2 separate regions of the Oryctolagus cuniculus genome follow, and region 1 is linked to region 2. Evidence: chromatin contacts called from public Hi-C data. All regions are on one chromosome and are shown on one strand. Each heading gives the region's core, a stretch centred on a gene start, on an enhancer-like site or on the middle of the called end of the contact. The rest is flanking DNA. Distances are from core to core; before and after follow the strand shown. Region 1 holds the start of WNT11 (Wnt family member 11). Region 2 overlaps UVRAG (UV radiation resistance associated).

What was found. A called contact is a pair of places that touch in the nucleus more often than the background predicts.
Region 1: a Hi-C map of an unstated tissue shows a contact between it and region 2, with 2.2 times the contacts expected there. The contact joins the promoter of WNT11 here to the enhancer-like site in region 2. A contact is called at or near these places in 3 of 6 Hi-C or Micro-C datasets (ear pinna, embryonic fibroblasts and an unstated tissue).

What each region holds. Positions count from the first base shown.
Region 1 is chr1:67,217,653-67,224,164 of mOryCun1.1, reverse strand. WNT11 (Wnt family member 11) reads left to right here and starts at 3,704. Exons shown (of 5, transcript NM_001082224.1): 1 at 3,704-3,786. The coding sequence starts at 3,704.
Region 2 is chr1:66,933,208-66,940,220 of mOryCun1.1, reverse strand. The region is part of intron 5 of UVRAG (UV radiation resistance associated); the gene reads right to left. Among named protein-coding and RNA genes, the nearest start is that of UVRAG, 86 kb to the right of the region's middle. Within about 2 kb of position 3,605, at least 2 of the 8 cell types and tissues checked have an H3K27ac peak or open chromatin away from gene starts, as enhancers often do.

The DNA of each region.
Region 1 (6,512 bases), core at 2,455-4,954, 280 kb before region 2:
CCGCGGGGATCCCGCTCCGCCCCCCGCGCGCGGCCCAACCACCCGGTGGGGCTCGGCGCGCTGACGTGGGCGGATCAAAGCGGCCGCCCGCGCCTTATAAAGCCTTTGCCGAGGCCGGCGCTGGAGATCTCGCCGGGAGAGCGGGCGAGCGCAGGCCCCGGGAGCCGAGCGCAGGGGAGAGCCCTCCGAGTGCGCGCCGGAGTGCGCGGGGCACCGGAGCCGGCTGCCGCCTGCCAGGCTCCCTGGCGTCCTGCTCCCGCCTCCAGCCCAGCCGAGCGCACTCGGGCCCCCTGGGAGCCGCGCTCCTGGCTCCCGGGCCGGCCGGCGCAGCGCGAGCGCCCAGAGACGGGAACCGCGGTCGCCGGAGCCCGCAGACGCTCAGGAGGACCCGTGAGGGCGGGGATCGCCCGAGGACTAGGGGACAGCGCTTCTTGCATTCTCCACGACCCCCTGGGCACCCACTCCCGGGTAAGCAAACCGAGTCTCCTCCAGACCTGCGCTCTGTAGCACCCGCGAGTTCCGCGACCGAGAGCAGCCCCGAGTCCGGGGACGCGGCCCTAGGGGCTGAGGGCTGGGGGCGCTGAGCAGTTCCCGCAGCCTCCTCAGCCCTCCTGGCCCCGGCGTCCCTCCCAGTCGGTCCTCGGATGAGGTCACGCCCGAGCCGTCCCGGGGGCGGGGGTCTTGGATCCCGCCGTACAGGGCACGAGTGAGGCTCGGCGGGAGAGGGTGGCTGAAGGCGCAGAGAACTCGCAGCTCCCACCAAACTGGGAGGTGGCGGCGGCCGCCTGGGGTTGACCATGGCTCTCCAAGGCGGCGGGGGAAGGGGCAAAAACGAGTTTATTTACAGACCTGAGCTTCAGGCTGGGGGTGGGGAGGAGGGAAGCCCCGGCCCAGGCCCCGCCGCAAGTCTGGAGCCGCCGAACATCTGGCTAAGCTCGCGCGCGAGCCCCACAACACCGTGCCCCCCCAATCCCGGCGCTGGGGTGACCCCGTGTCCCTGGCGGGCCCGGGGTAGCGCGGGAGAGCTCCCGCGTGTGCCCGGCTCACCGTTCCCAGTTCCAAACAACCCGTGTCCCGGGTGACCCGCGCCGCGGCGGAGCAGCCGCATCCTCGGAGACCTGGGACGAGTGTCCGAGCCGGCCTCGCAGGTAACCCTAGCGCAGTTGCTTGTATCGCGAGGGTCGCTACGCGGGCCGGGCCGACGGTGGCCTCCCGTACCGTGTGTATGCTGCCCCGGTGCGCGCTGCGGCTCTCAGACCAGCACCCCGCGCGCCGGGGGTAGGAGAGGCTCTACGAAGTCCCCGCCAGTGCGGCTCGGAGGGGAGGCCGCGCCGTCGGCGACGTTTCCGGAGACCGCGGCTCAAGCCTGTGGCCACCTGCCCGCGATGTGGGGCCAGGCGCGTGTCCCTCCCCGCCCGCGGCTTCAGGGGGCGCCTTGGACCTGCCCCGAGGCGCGGCGGGAGGGGCAGCTGGCTCACCCAAGACCCCATGCTGTGACGCTGGCCCACTGCGCGCCGGGCCAGAAGTCAGAGGTCGGGCGGCCCCGGGCTGAGCTCAGCGAGGCCAGGACCCAGAGGGCACTCAAGCTGCACCAGCCCGGCACGCGGATACAGAGACCCAGTTAGCGGAGGGGACTTGCCCCCAACTGCCACCGGTGGGAGGCAGCAGCCCCTCCCGCCGCAAATCCCCGCCTGGCGCCCCCTGGCGGGCCGGGGGCTCCGCGCCGCGAGTGCGTCCCGATCCGCAGACGCACGCAGGCTGAGGGTGACCCGCGGCGCTCGGCAGTCCAGGACGCTAGCGCACCGGCCAGGAATAGTCCGTCCGGAGTCACAGGCCCAGGTCAGGCGCCGCCTCCCACGGCGACGAGCTGGGTCGGCGGAGGGAGAAGCCTGGCATTGCGGGGGCCGCTCGGCAAGCTTCAGGCATAGCTGGAGGCCCCCGGTCTCTGTCCGCTGTGTGATCCTAGGGGCCGGACGCGGGTCGCCCGCTGGGGGTCTTCTTCTTCCCACCCCGGAATGCTGGGCGCTTGGAAGAGCCACCTTGGAGAGGTGGGAGCTGCGGAGAGAGACTGGCCCGAGTCTGGACAACTCGCCCCACGCCCCGCTGGGCTGGCCTTTTTCTGAGAAGTGCGGGGTGCGCCCAGGACTAGCCAAACAAAGGGCCTGGGTCCGGGCTGCGTGGAGTTGGGGGCCCAGTCCCACCAAGAGCCCCGCCCAGATCCCCAGCCTTGGGTCGGTGAGTTAGCAGCGAGCGCTTTCTGGGTGCCTGGCTGGGGACCCTCTGGAGCGGCGAGCGCGGGGGCTTCTCCTGGCTCTCCTGGCCGTGCACAAGAACGCCAGGAGGCAGTGGGATGCGGGATGCTCGCGGTGCTCGGGACGTGCCCGCACAAGCGCAAACCCGGGTGCCCGTGATCGTGGAAGCCCACGGGCGGGGGCGCAGAGTCGCAGAGCCCCGAAAGGCCGGGAGGACTCGGGAGATGTGCGCTGACGCCCACTCCGGTTTTGTGGAAGGGGAGACTGAGGCCGAGGCGGGGAGGGGACGGGAGGCGGGGTTGAAGAGTTGCGCTCGGCCGCAGAGCCCCCTGGCGCTCCAGTGCCCCAAACCCCGCGGAAAGGAATCCCTTTGTCTCTGCCCCTCCCGGAGGGAGAAGGGCTGGGGCCGTGTGCAACTCCAGGCGAACGCCAGGTGGTGGTAAATTTGGAAGAAGTTGGGAAGGGAGTTAATGAGGTGAGAATGAGGAGCAGCAAAAAAAAAAAAAAAAAAGCAGCAGCAGAGCGCAGCTCCTCGGGCCGCCGGCGGGTGGGCGGGCGGGGGAGCGGCTCCTGCGTGGCCAGGGGCGCCGCCTGGCGGTTGGCGCGGGCACCGGGCGAGCTGCCGCGCGCGGCCGCGTTCCGCAGCCCTGCCCCGCCTGCGGCCGCGCCCCCCCGACCCCCCGGAGTCTTGTAGCTAAGGGGGACCTCAGAGACCCGGAACTCTGAACTGCACAGAGCGCCTCGCCACGCCCGCTCTCATCCTCCCCTGCCCAGGCCACGAAATCCGTGCAGGGGCGAGCCCCCTCTTCTCACCGGACCCCGCGCAGGGACCCGCCGCTCACTGGCCAGCTGGACTGGCGCACCGCACGGCTCTGGGCCTCAGTGTTCTCCTTTGTGGGATGGCGCAGTGAGCGTGCCTAGTTCACGGAGCTGCTGGGAAAAGCAGCTGTTAAGGCGAAGGTTCTTTCTAAAGAGGCCGAATCACCCCGGTTTACAGAGCGGGTAGACTGAGGCCCCATAGGGACGGACAGATGCCAAGGCCACGATGACCGAGAGCAAGGGTCCATTCCTGTCCGCCTTCGGTCAGGGTGTGCGTCCCGGGAACCCCCTCCGCCGCCGTGGCTCCCAGCCGCCTGCTCGGAGCGCCTCTCCCGAAGTTCTGGCTTCTGCCTCCCAGGCCCTTCGTGCCGGCCGCCTGGGCCCCCGCAGAGCCGCGCTGGACGGACACGCCCTCGGCCGGCCGCTCTTCTTGGAGCCCCGGGGCCGTGCGGGGCGGGAGGGACGCGCGGCCTCCCCGGGCCGACCCCTCCTTTGTAATTTGAATAAACGCCTCCCCGCCCCGCGCGCCGCCTTAACCCGCCACCCCCGCTCTCCCCACTGCAGGCGGCGTGCGCGGGACGGACTCCGGCGCGGCGGCTGCAGGGTGCGAGCGCGGCGCCCGGCGTGCAACCATGAGGGCGCGGCCGCAGGTCTGCGAGGCTCTGCTCTTCGCCCTGGCGCTACACACCGGCGTGTGCTATGGCATCAAGTGGCTGTAAGTGGGGACCCCGCGGCGGCCGGGAGCGGGAGGGCCCCTGGGGGTGGCGGTGGGGTTCGTGGGCAAGCCACTCTCTAGTCTCGGCGTCCTGCTCCTCTGTCCCGGGCTGCGGAGAGGGAGCAGGCGGTGGAGGTGCCCGCGCCGCCGCAGGGGCGCCCTCGCGAGGCGCGGCTGCCTGGGCTCCCGCGTGTTTCCTTGTCAGTCGCTTCACCCTGGGGGGCGTCCTGCCGCGTGACCTTGGGCAAGTGCCACTCCACGTCTCGGAGCCCCAGTGTCCCCCTGGGGCAAAGTCAGGCAGGAATCCCCGGGCTGCCCCTGCGCACCGTCAGACGCTGGGCACACGTGCAGACAGGTCCACCCTGGGCTCTGCGCTGCTGACGGCGGGGCCCGCGGGAGAGAAGCTGCCTTCCGCGGGGCTGTGGGCCGGGAGAGAGAAACCCAGCCCCTTCCCAGAGGAGCTGCCCTCTGGGCCGGGAGAGATAAGCCCAGGCCGTAAATAACTCCACAGTGTCCTGTGTCCTAGGGGACTCCGGTGTGGGGAGGTGTTGGGGGGGCAGAGGCAGGGCGACCCTCGGGACCCGGCACCGCAAAGATTTTCCATGGGCTGGTACCCCGGGGCCTTGGAAAGGCTCCTGGGTTTGGTAGGAGAGGCCGTGGGGAGGAGGGGGCTCCCGGAACAGAGGGCCAGGGGTAGGAGACCTGGTTCTGGACTTGGGGTGGGGGGCGGGGAGCTGAGCAGATAAAACTGCAGGGGACAGACTAGGGGCGTTGCAGAGGAGCCCGCGTGGAGGGTCTGTGGATTAGTTGGAAGACAAGGAGATAGTGGCCGGCTGCCAGCAAACAGTGTGGAGGTCACCGGCCCGTCCCTCCGGGGTTGGGTTATCGATTAATTGGTGACTCGAAAGAGGAGCCCCATCTTGCTTGGCTCTGGTAGGGCCTGGGCCTCCTCCCCGGGGCAGCCGCTTCTCCCAGACGGTCACCTGCTGCTCTTGGGTGCTCTGGCCGCTGGCAGAGTCCTGGCCGCCCCCTCTCCAGTCGACCAGCTGAGGAAACTGGGGTCCAGAGAAGGGAAGGGCACACGAGTGGGCGAGTGGGACCCCCTCTGCTGCTGCCCAGAGCATTGTGGGGGCCCCCAGTGGGCAGGCTGTGTGGTGGGCCTGGACCCCGCCCCTCTGGGTAGAAGCCCCCAGCCCTGTGGGGGAGACAGCCGCACAGAAAATCCCGAGCCCAGTAGAGGAGTGCCTGGTCCCTTGGAAGGCAGGTGGCTGGGCTGGGCTTGGCAGGACAGGGGGATCTTTAGCTGCAAGGAGAGCCAGCATCCTAAGTGGGATAGGCAGCAGTAGCCGTGAGGCCTGGCGGGCTCGGGGTGGGCGTGCGGGGGATTTGGAGACATCCGGACTGCTGCCGTAGCCCCCGTCCTCATGGAGGTGACAGCCCAGGCTCTGCCTTTTGCCAAGAGAGGCGAGTCAGGCACAGAGAGGTGGAGGAACGCCCAGGGCCACGCAGCTGGCGGCTGGCGGCTATGGGACGAGCATCCGGGGCAGCCGGGCTCCAGGAGGCTAAACCTCATGGTAATGGTTAAGCTCTCACCGGAGGCGGGACGGAGGGGGTCGGGGAAGAGGTGGTGTTTAAGAACAGCGATTATATTCTGCTGTGCGCTGAATGTCTCCACCCACACAGGGCGCTCAGCCCGCGCGACATGGCGGGCACTGCTCTGAGCGCCGTCCGTGTATGGTTTCGCTCTGCCATTACCCCCATTTCACAGAAGAGAAAGGGAAGGCATGGGGCCTGTGGGTGGCAGGAGGCGGCCAGCAGTGGGGGACAGGGAAGTGCATGGTTGGGGCGGGAGGCTGGGGACTCTTCCCATCCCGGAGGCACAGCTGTCTCGGGCTTAGGAAAGGGAGCAGGAGATGAAAGGGCACCTGACCAGATGTGGCCTGGAATGCCCACCTGGTGGGTGCCCTGGGGCCTGAGCAGGTGGGAGGAGGCGGGGGGGGGGGAGGGGTTGGAGCGGAGCACGGCTGCCAGTGGTAGGTGGTATAACCCAGGGAGCCTTCCCCTATCTTAGCCCAGCCAGGGGGGCTCTGCCTCTCTTAACTGCAGCCCACCAGGCCCCGAGATGCTCCCAGCAGATGTTAGGGGGAAACCCAGTCTGGCGGTCCAGCCCCTTTACCGCTGCCCCGGGAGGAGAGGCTGAGGGCAGTCCCAGGCTGGCCAGGAAGGCCCCCAAACCCTCCCTCTCCTGCCTGCAGGCTGAGGGCCGGGAGCAGGGCTGGGGCCTGAGGCCCAGCCTCCGCACTGGCAGCGCCCCTGCTGGGAGCCGGGCCCCAGGCCCATCATCACCTCAGCCCCTCTCAGCCTGTTTGCTCAGCTCCAGAGGAGCTGGCGGGTCCCTCGACCTGGGACAGGCTTCTCGGAGGTGACAGGAGGAGTTGGCCAGTGCAGGAGGGGCCGCTCTGGGGCGCTCTGGCTCCTACACTTGGTCCCAAACACAGGAATCGTGACTTGGCGAGGAGGGAGCGGCTCCCCGAGGCCACCCTGGGGTAGATGGAAGCACAGGAGAAGCTGGGCTTGCCTGGGTGGCCTGAAGCCTGGATCCCGCCCTGCCGGCCAGGCCACGTGGGCACCAGGATGACGCGTGGAACGTGGCAGGGGCAGGCAGAGGCCTGGCGTGGGGACCAGGGTCTCCTTGGCTTCCACTGCTCTTCTACCAAGGGCCAGCA
Region 2 (7,013 bases), core at 2,356-4,855:
GTTACTACTGTCCAGGGCAGTGCTTCTCTGCCCTCTGTGGGGAAGGACTAATTGTTTGGGTCTTTTTCCTTCAATCCATTGTGAACGGATAATTTGGTAAAATAGAATAAAATGTCATAATAATGCTAAACAGTTAAAAAAGTGTCAAAATTTTTATTCTTACTTTAGCACATGGCTCACCACAGAATGATGACAGCTCTTACACTAGCACTGGTCCACAGAACACACCTTGAATAACAATCATCTATTTAGTCTGCTTTACCTTAATACACACGTGCACGCACACACACACACACACACACACACAGTTACCAAATACTGATTTTTGTTTGTTAGCTTACAGTCAGTAGTTAAAACAATTCATTGATTTTTTTAAAAAAATTTGTTTATTTATTTGAAAGAATTACAGAAAGAGAGGGAGAGACAGAGAGAGCTATCTTCAACCCGCTGATTCACTCCCCAGATGTCCACAACAGCCAGGAGTGGACCGAGCTGAAGCCAGGAGCCAGGAGCTTTCTCCAGGTCTCCCATGTGGGTAACAAGGGCCCATGCACCTGGGTCATTTCCCAGGCCATTTTAGCAGGGAGCTGGATGAAAAGTGGAGAAGCTGGGACTCAAACTGGCACCCATATAGGATGGCAGCGTCACAGGCGGCAGCTTTACCCGCCGCTCCACATCAGTTCCCTGCTGTTTCAACCATGTTTATACCCCTTGCTGTTGTCTACCACCCTACATCCCTTGAGGATAACTTCTCTTTACATCATTCAATATGGGTTAAAGACTAGGGCTGGGAACCGTTCAGTCTGTGTGATTAAAACTGTCCCTCTTTCACCCTCCGTCTTGACTGAGAGCTCACAGCTCACAGAAACACCCACATTATATGCTAACGGTTAACAGTATTACATTTCTTTTGGCATCTACTGTGGACAATGAGAAGTCTGACAACAGTCTGGTTCATAGGTGTTATTTCCTTTTTCTCTCATAGCTTTTAAAAATTCCCTTTAAGGATGGTGGTTAAGATGCTGCTTGGGACACCCAGAGCCCGTACCAGAGTGTCTGGGTTCAAGTCCCCGCTCTCCTCCCAATTCCAGCTTCCTGCTAATGTGTCCCCTGGGAGGCAGCAGGGTGCTCAGCTCAAGTACTTGGATCTCTGTAACCCATGTGGAAGGCATGATTGAGTTTCAGACCCCTGATTGGGTCGCAGGCATTTGGAGAATGAAACAGAAGATGAGAAATCTCTCAATTTCTCAGTCTCTGTCCCCTCTCTCTGCCTTTAAATAAATAAAATATATTTAAAATTTAAACTAAAAAAGACATAAATTTCTGTTAAGATTCTCTTTCAACTTGAGCTTTTTTTCAATCTCCTTTTTCAACAGGGAGAGCCACCTAGTTTTTAATGCTCATTCTGCTCCCAAAGATGCCATCTTTTAGTCATGGCTGCCTCCTCTGGCAAGGGAGTCCAAAAGGCCCACAGCTGCTGCTTTTGCCCACTTCTTTGCACTTCTATTCCATTTCAGTTCCAGAGACATTTATTATCTTGTTTTTTGTTGTTGTTGTTGCTATTGTTGTTTTAGCAAGACATGCCTCATTAAATTTCTCAAATTTCATCATCACTTGTTAGGTGCAGAATGGAATCTCGAAGTATGCCCTTACATTGCCATACCCACTGAAAACCCTGTTTGTAGCCTTCTTAAAAATGGCACTTTTTCAAGGTTCAGCCTGTATGTCAGGTGTTCATTTGAATGCTGGTAAAGGAGCAAGATAAGCTACATTTATTAATTAATATAACTCATTCACTAAAGCATTAAAGAATAAAATGTACCACTTATTACAATCATGCATTAACTATCTGGTTTTGTGTCATAGCTCTGCCGCTGAGTAGCTGTGTAATCTTGGGAAAATCACTTAATTTCTCTGTGGCAGTTTCTTCTTCTATTAAGGGACAATTGTGAGGTTTAAATTAAGTAAAATATGTAAAAGAGGGTTGTTGTGGGGCAGTGGGTTAAGCTTCCACTTGGAAATGCTGGGTTTTTTTGGGAGAATTTTGTTAGAAAATCAAAATTTTTAAGAATTGCATTTTGAAAAGATTTACAGTCAGGGCCAGCATTGTGGTGCACTCTGGCCTGAGACACCGGCATCCCATACGGTTGCCGGTTCTAGTTCCGGCTGTTCCTCTTCCGATCTAGCTCTCTGCTGTGGCCTGGGAAAGCAGTGGAGGATGGTACAAGTCCTTGGGCCCCTGCACCCACGTGGGAGACCCGGAAAAGGCTCCAGGCTCCTGGCTCCTGGTTTCGGATCGGCGCAGCTCTGGCTGTTGCGGCCATCTGAGGAGTGAACCAGCAGATAGAAGACCTCTCTTTTTGTCTCTACCTCTCTCTATAACTGTCTTTCAAATAAATTTAAAAAAAAAATCTTAAAAAAAAAAGATTTACACAGATTCAACAGAGATGAAAGACGCAGAGTTTTTAAAAAAACATAAATTATCTTCAATAGGATTGTATAAACAAAATGTTGTTCATGGCTGCTTTGCTTATCACCAATTTAGGCAGAGTAAAACTTAAACCTCAAAGTGCAGTGTTAAATATTCTTAGCTTTATTTGCAAATCAGCATTCCCATGGGTCCAGTTTTGAGATGTCGAAATTCCAAGCATTAAGGAATGAATTCTAATTTTAGAATAGTAAGCTTAGTAGTGGCAACTTTATTTTCCTTAACAGTAGAAAATCTTGACAAACCAGTCTATCTTGGACATAAAGAAGACTATAAATTAGGCTATTTTTTAATACCTTCTTCTAGTGAAAATCAATCACTTAAGAAAAGAAAAGAAGGGGAAAAAAAGCTTTTCATGTTGTCAGATACTCCATGCCTGCTTCAAGTCTCAGCTACTCTGTGCTCTCCAGCTACTCTATGCTATACAGCTTCCTGCTAATGTGTCTGGGAGGTAAATGATGTTGGCCCTGATACCTGGGTTCCTGCCACCCACATGGGAGACCTAGATGGAGTTCTTGCCTCCTGGTTAGCCCTGGCTGTTGAGTGTATCTGCAGAATGACCCAGTGGATGGGAGATCTCTCTGTCACACTGCCCTTCAAATAAATAGATAAATTTTAAAAAATAAAAATGTAAAGAATTGAGGGCCAGGATTGTGGCATAGTGGATAAAGCCACTGCCTAAAACGCTGACATCCCATATGGGCACCAGTTCAAGTCCCAGCTGCTCCACTTCCAATCCAGCTCCCCACTAATGGCCTGGGAAAAGCAGAGGAAGATGGCCCAAGTATTTGGGCCCCTGCCACTCATATGGGAGACTTGGATGAAAATCCTGGCTCCTGGCTTCAGCCTAGGATAGCCCTGGCCATCGCAGCCATCTAGGGAGTGACTCAGCAGATGGAAAATTTGTCTCTCCTTCTCTTTCTGAAACTCTGACTTTAAAAATAAATAAATAAATCTTTAAAAAAAAAAAAAGTAAAGGATTTAGAACAGTGCTCAGCACAAAAGTGCTCAATAAATATTAGATATTCTTGTTAGAGGAAACACTTCAGTGTGCATTCCTACGTTTTCACATGGGAGAAAAACTTTCCACTACACTGCCAGGACACAAGGTCATGCAAGGAACATTTCCAGTTGCTCTGAGTCCTCCACTCCTCCCCAGCAACAGCAGCTGACTGCTCTGAGGACTGAGCTTAGCAGACGGATCGGAACGTGACTGGCTTAGCTCCTTCTCTGTTCCCTCCCACCAGGAGAAGCCCATCTAAAGCACACGGACAACCTCTGCTGTTGGCTTGGAGGATCAGACTTTGTTTCTACAAGAGGAAACCCTCAGTGTCACTTGCTTTGTTATTTTTAGGGGGAGATTCAACTCAGGAAAAACAACACAAAAGTCCTGTTGGTCATGGTCCAGCTGCTTAATTCACAGAGCATCAGCCACATTAACCACTTCTATCAGTAATAAAGCCAACATTGTGATCTCCATTTATTTAGCACTCTGAACTTATTCCAAACTCAAGAGAAGACAGGAATACTACTTACTGGCCTACTCAAAATCTCAACAACTATTAGTATTCAGCTACCGGTTTCTTGGGGGATTAAATACAATACCAGGGGCCGGTGCTGTGCCATAGTGGGTAAAGCTGTCACCTGCAGTGTCAGCATCCCATATGGGTGCCAGTTCCAGTACCAGCTGCTCCACTTATGATCCAGCTCTCTGCTATAGCCATAGGAAAGTAGTAGAAGATGGCCCAAGTCTTTGAGTCCGTGCACCCATGTAGGAGACCCAGAAGAAGCTCCTGGCTCCCAGCTTCAGACTGGCCCAGTTCCAGCCGTTGCAGCCATTTGGGGAGTGAACCAAGGATGGAAGACCACTCTCTCTCACTTGCTCTGCCTCTCCTTCTCTCTCTGTGTAACTGTGACTTTCAAATAAATAAATAAATCTTCAAAAATAAATAAATACAATACAATACCAGAGGTAAACTTCTTAAAATAATGTTTGATGTGCAGTAATAGATACTGGTTATCAGTATTGCTATTACTACATGCCAAAGTGAGTTACCAGTTACAGAAAGAACTTAATGCCTGCACAGTGTCCAGACAGCTAACCATGTAAATGGGACACTAAAAACAGCACCAGTAGCAGTCCCACTATTGTTTCATTAATCACAAACATACATTCATTCATTCATTCACTTATTTTTTAAAAGATTTATTTATTTGAAAGTCCGAGTTATAAAGAGAAGGAGAGGCAGAGAGAGAGGTCTTCCAACTGCTGGTTCAGTCCTCAAATGTCTGCAACAGCCAGGGCTGGGCCAAGCAAAATCTGAGTGCCTGGAACTCCATCTGGGTCACCCACAAGAATGGCAGAGAACCAATTATTTAGTTCATCACCTGCTGCTTCCTAAGTCGCCGATAGCAGGAAGCGGGAATCAAGAGCCAGAAATGGGACTCAACTTGGGCACTTCAATATGGGATCTGAGCATCCCGAATGGCATCCTAACCACTACACTGAAAAACCCTTTTAATAAGCAAATACCATATCCCAACAACTATGGTAGATATACCAGAATTCAATATTACAAGTGGAAATCTGTCAAAAAGCTTACAGATTTGAAAGGAAGAAAAACAAACCTAGATACAAATTGGCATATCTTATGTTAAAGCTATGCATTAGGATACTGATATATTTTAAAAACTCAGAAAATGAATTTTAAAATTAAAGGGTGCCAGCATGTGGTACAATGGGTTAAGCCACCACCTGTGACATCAGCATCCCTTATGGGAGCGGTTTGGGTCCCAGCTGCTCTACTTCTGATCCAGCTTCCTGCTAATGCACCTGGGAAAGCAGCAGGTGATGGCTCATGTACTTGAGGCTCTGCCACCCGCGTGGGAAACCCAGATGGAATATGAGGCTCTTGGTTTCAGCCTGGCCCAGCCCTCGCATTACAGCCATTTAGGGAATGAATCAGCAGATGGAAGATATCTCTCTTGCTATTTCTTTCCCTCTCTCTCTAACTCTGCCTTTCAAATAAATAAATAAATCATTTAAAAACAAATTAAATTAAAAATAATTTTAAGACTGTCAGAATTTGACCTGAGTTTTGAAGAAATCACCTAGAAAAATCTCTATTTTAGTAAATCCAAAGGGCAATTTTCAGTTCTAATCATATTTGACCACTCCCTCCCCTTAAAAAACAAACAAGACAAACAAAAACAAATCTTAAAAAACAAAACAACCCTCTTTTCTTTGGCCTCAGAGTCTGTAAGAAACCTCAGTCTTTTTTCCCTTTTCCTCTGACCACTCCTTCCCAGGCACCTTTCCAGTGCCTCCTTCTCTATCTGGCCTTTAAGAGTGGGAGGTGCTCAAGGCTTGCTTACTTGGCCCCTTTTTCCTCACTGCCTGCTTCTCATCTCTTATCTACACTCAGGATTTCCAGGGCTATCTGCCAATGGCCCCATATTTGCATCTCTGTGAACTCCAGGCTCTTAACATGCACACATGGATGTCTGAAAGGCAGGCATCTCCAACTCAGAGTGACACACTCTCAACTTACATGTGCCTCCACCAACTGCTCTCTCTCCCGTGTCCTGTGGCCTCCTTGGTGTCTGTTACCTTTACGCATCCAATTACTTCATCTGAGCCAGAAACCCGAAAGCCATCCTTGACATTTCTTTTTTTCTTATACCTTAAATTCAAACATCACCAAATCCTAATGATTTTATCTCCTAAAAGCTTATTCATCTAGCTTTTCTTGACTCTATCATAATGCTGTTTCACAGTATCAACATGTGCTACCTACTACAGTGCAGACCCTCCCAACTGTCTCCCCACACCTTTTCCGCCTCGTCTATACCCAGGCCTTACTTCGGCCAGAGTGGAATTACTAAAACACAACTCTGGTTAGAACACTGTGTGCTAAAGGTCGTGCAGTGCAGCCTCCTGTGCTTAGCGTCACATCCTTTTCCATGTGATACAGTCCCTGCCTACTTCTCCAGCTTCTCCTGGTGTCCTCTTCTCCCCCATCACTCTGACCCCCTTTAGTCCCTAAAACTCTCCATGTCCCCATCCGCCTCAGCCTTCCAACTTGTTACTCTCCTCTGCCTGGAAGCCCCATCCAGTCCTCACCCCTTCACACAGCTCACTTCTCTTCAGCATCTAAAAGCTAGGTCTGAGCTCAGGACCTTTCTTGAGCCCCTAGAACAGATGGGATCCTCACTACACGCTTCCGTAGCACCCACACACACACCATTTGTGTTTATGCATATATCTGCTGGACTACTTGATCAGCGTTCAGCCCTTCCATGCGCTCCATGACAGCAGGGGTATCTTCACTCGCTCACCACTGCATCCCCAGCACCTGCAGTCCAGGGGCGGACACACTGCAGCTATACTCAATAAAATGCTGTTGAATGAACAGGCAACTCCAGGCAACTGCATCTCAGATAACCAAGAATTACAACACAACATGATTACAAAGTGCAAATAATGCGTAGCTTTAGAAATTTTTAGGTAAAGTGTCTTAACAGA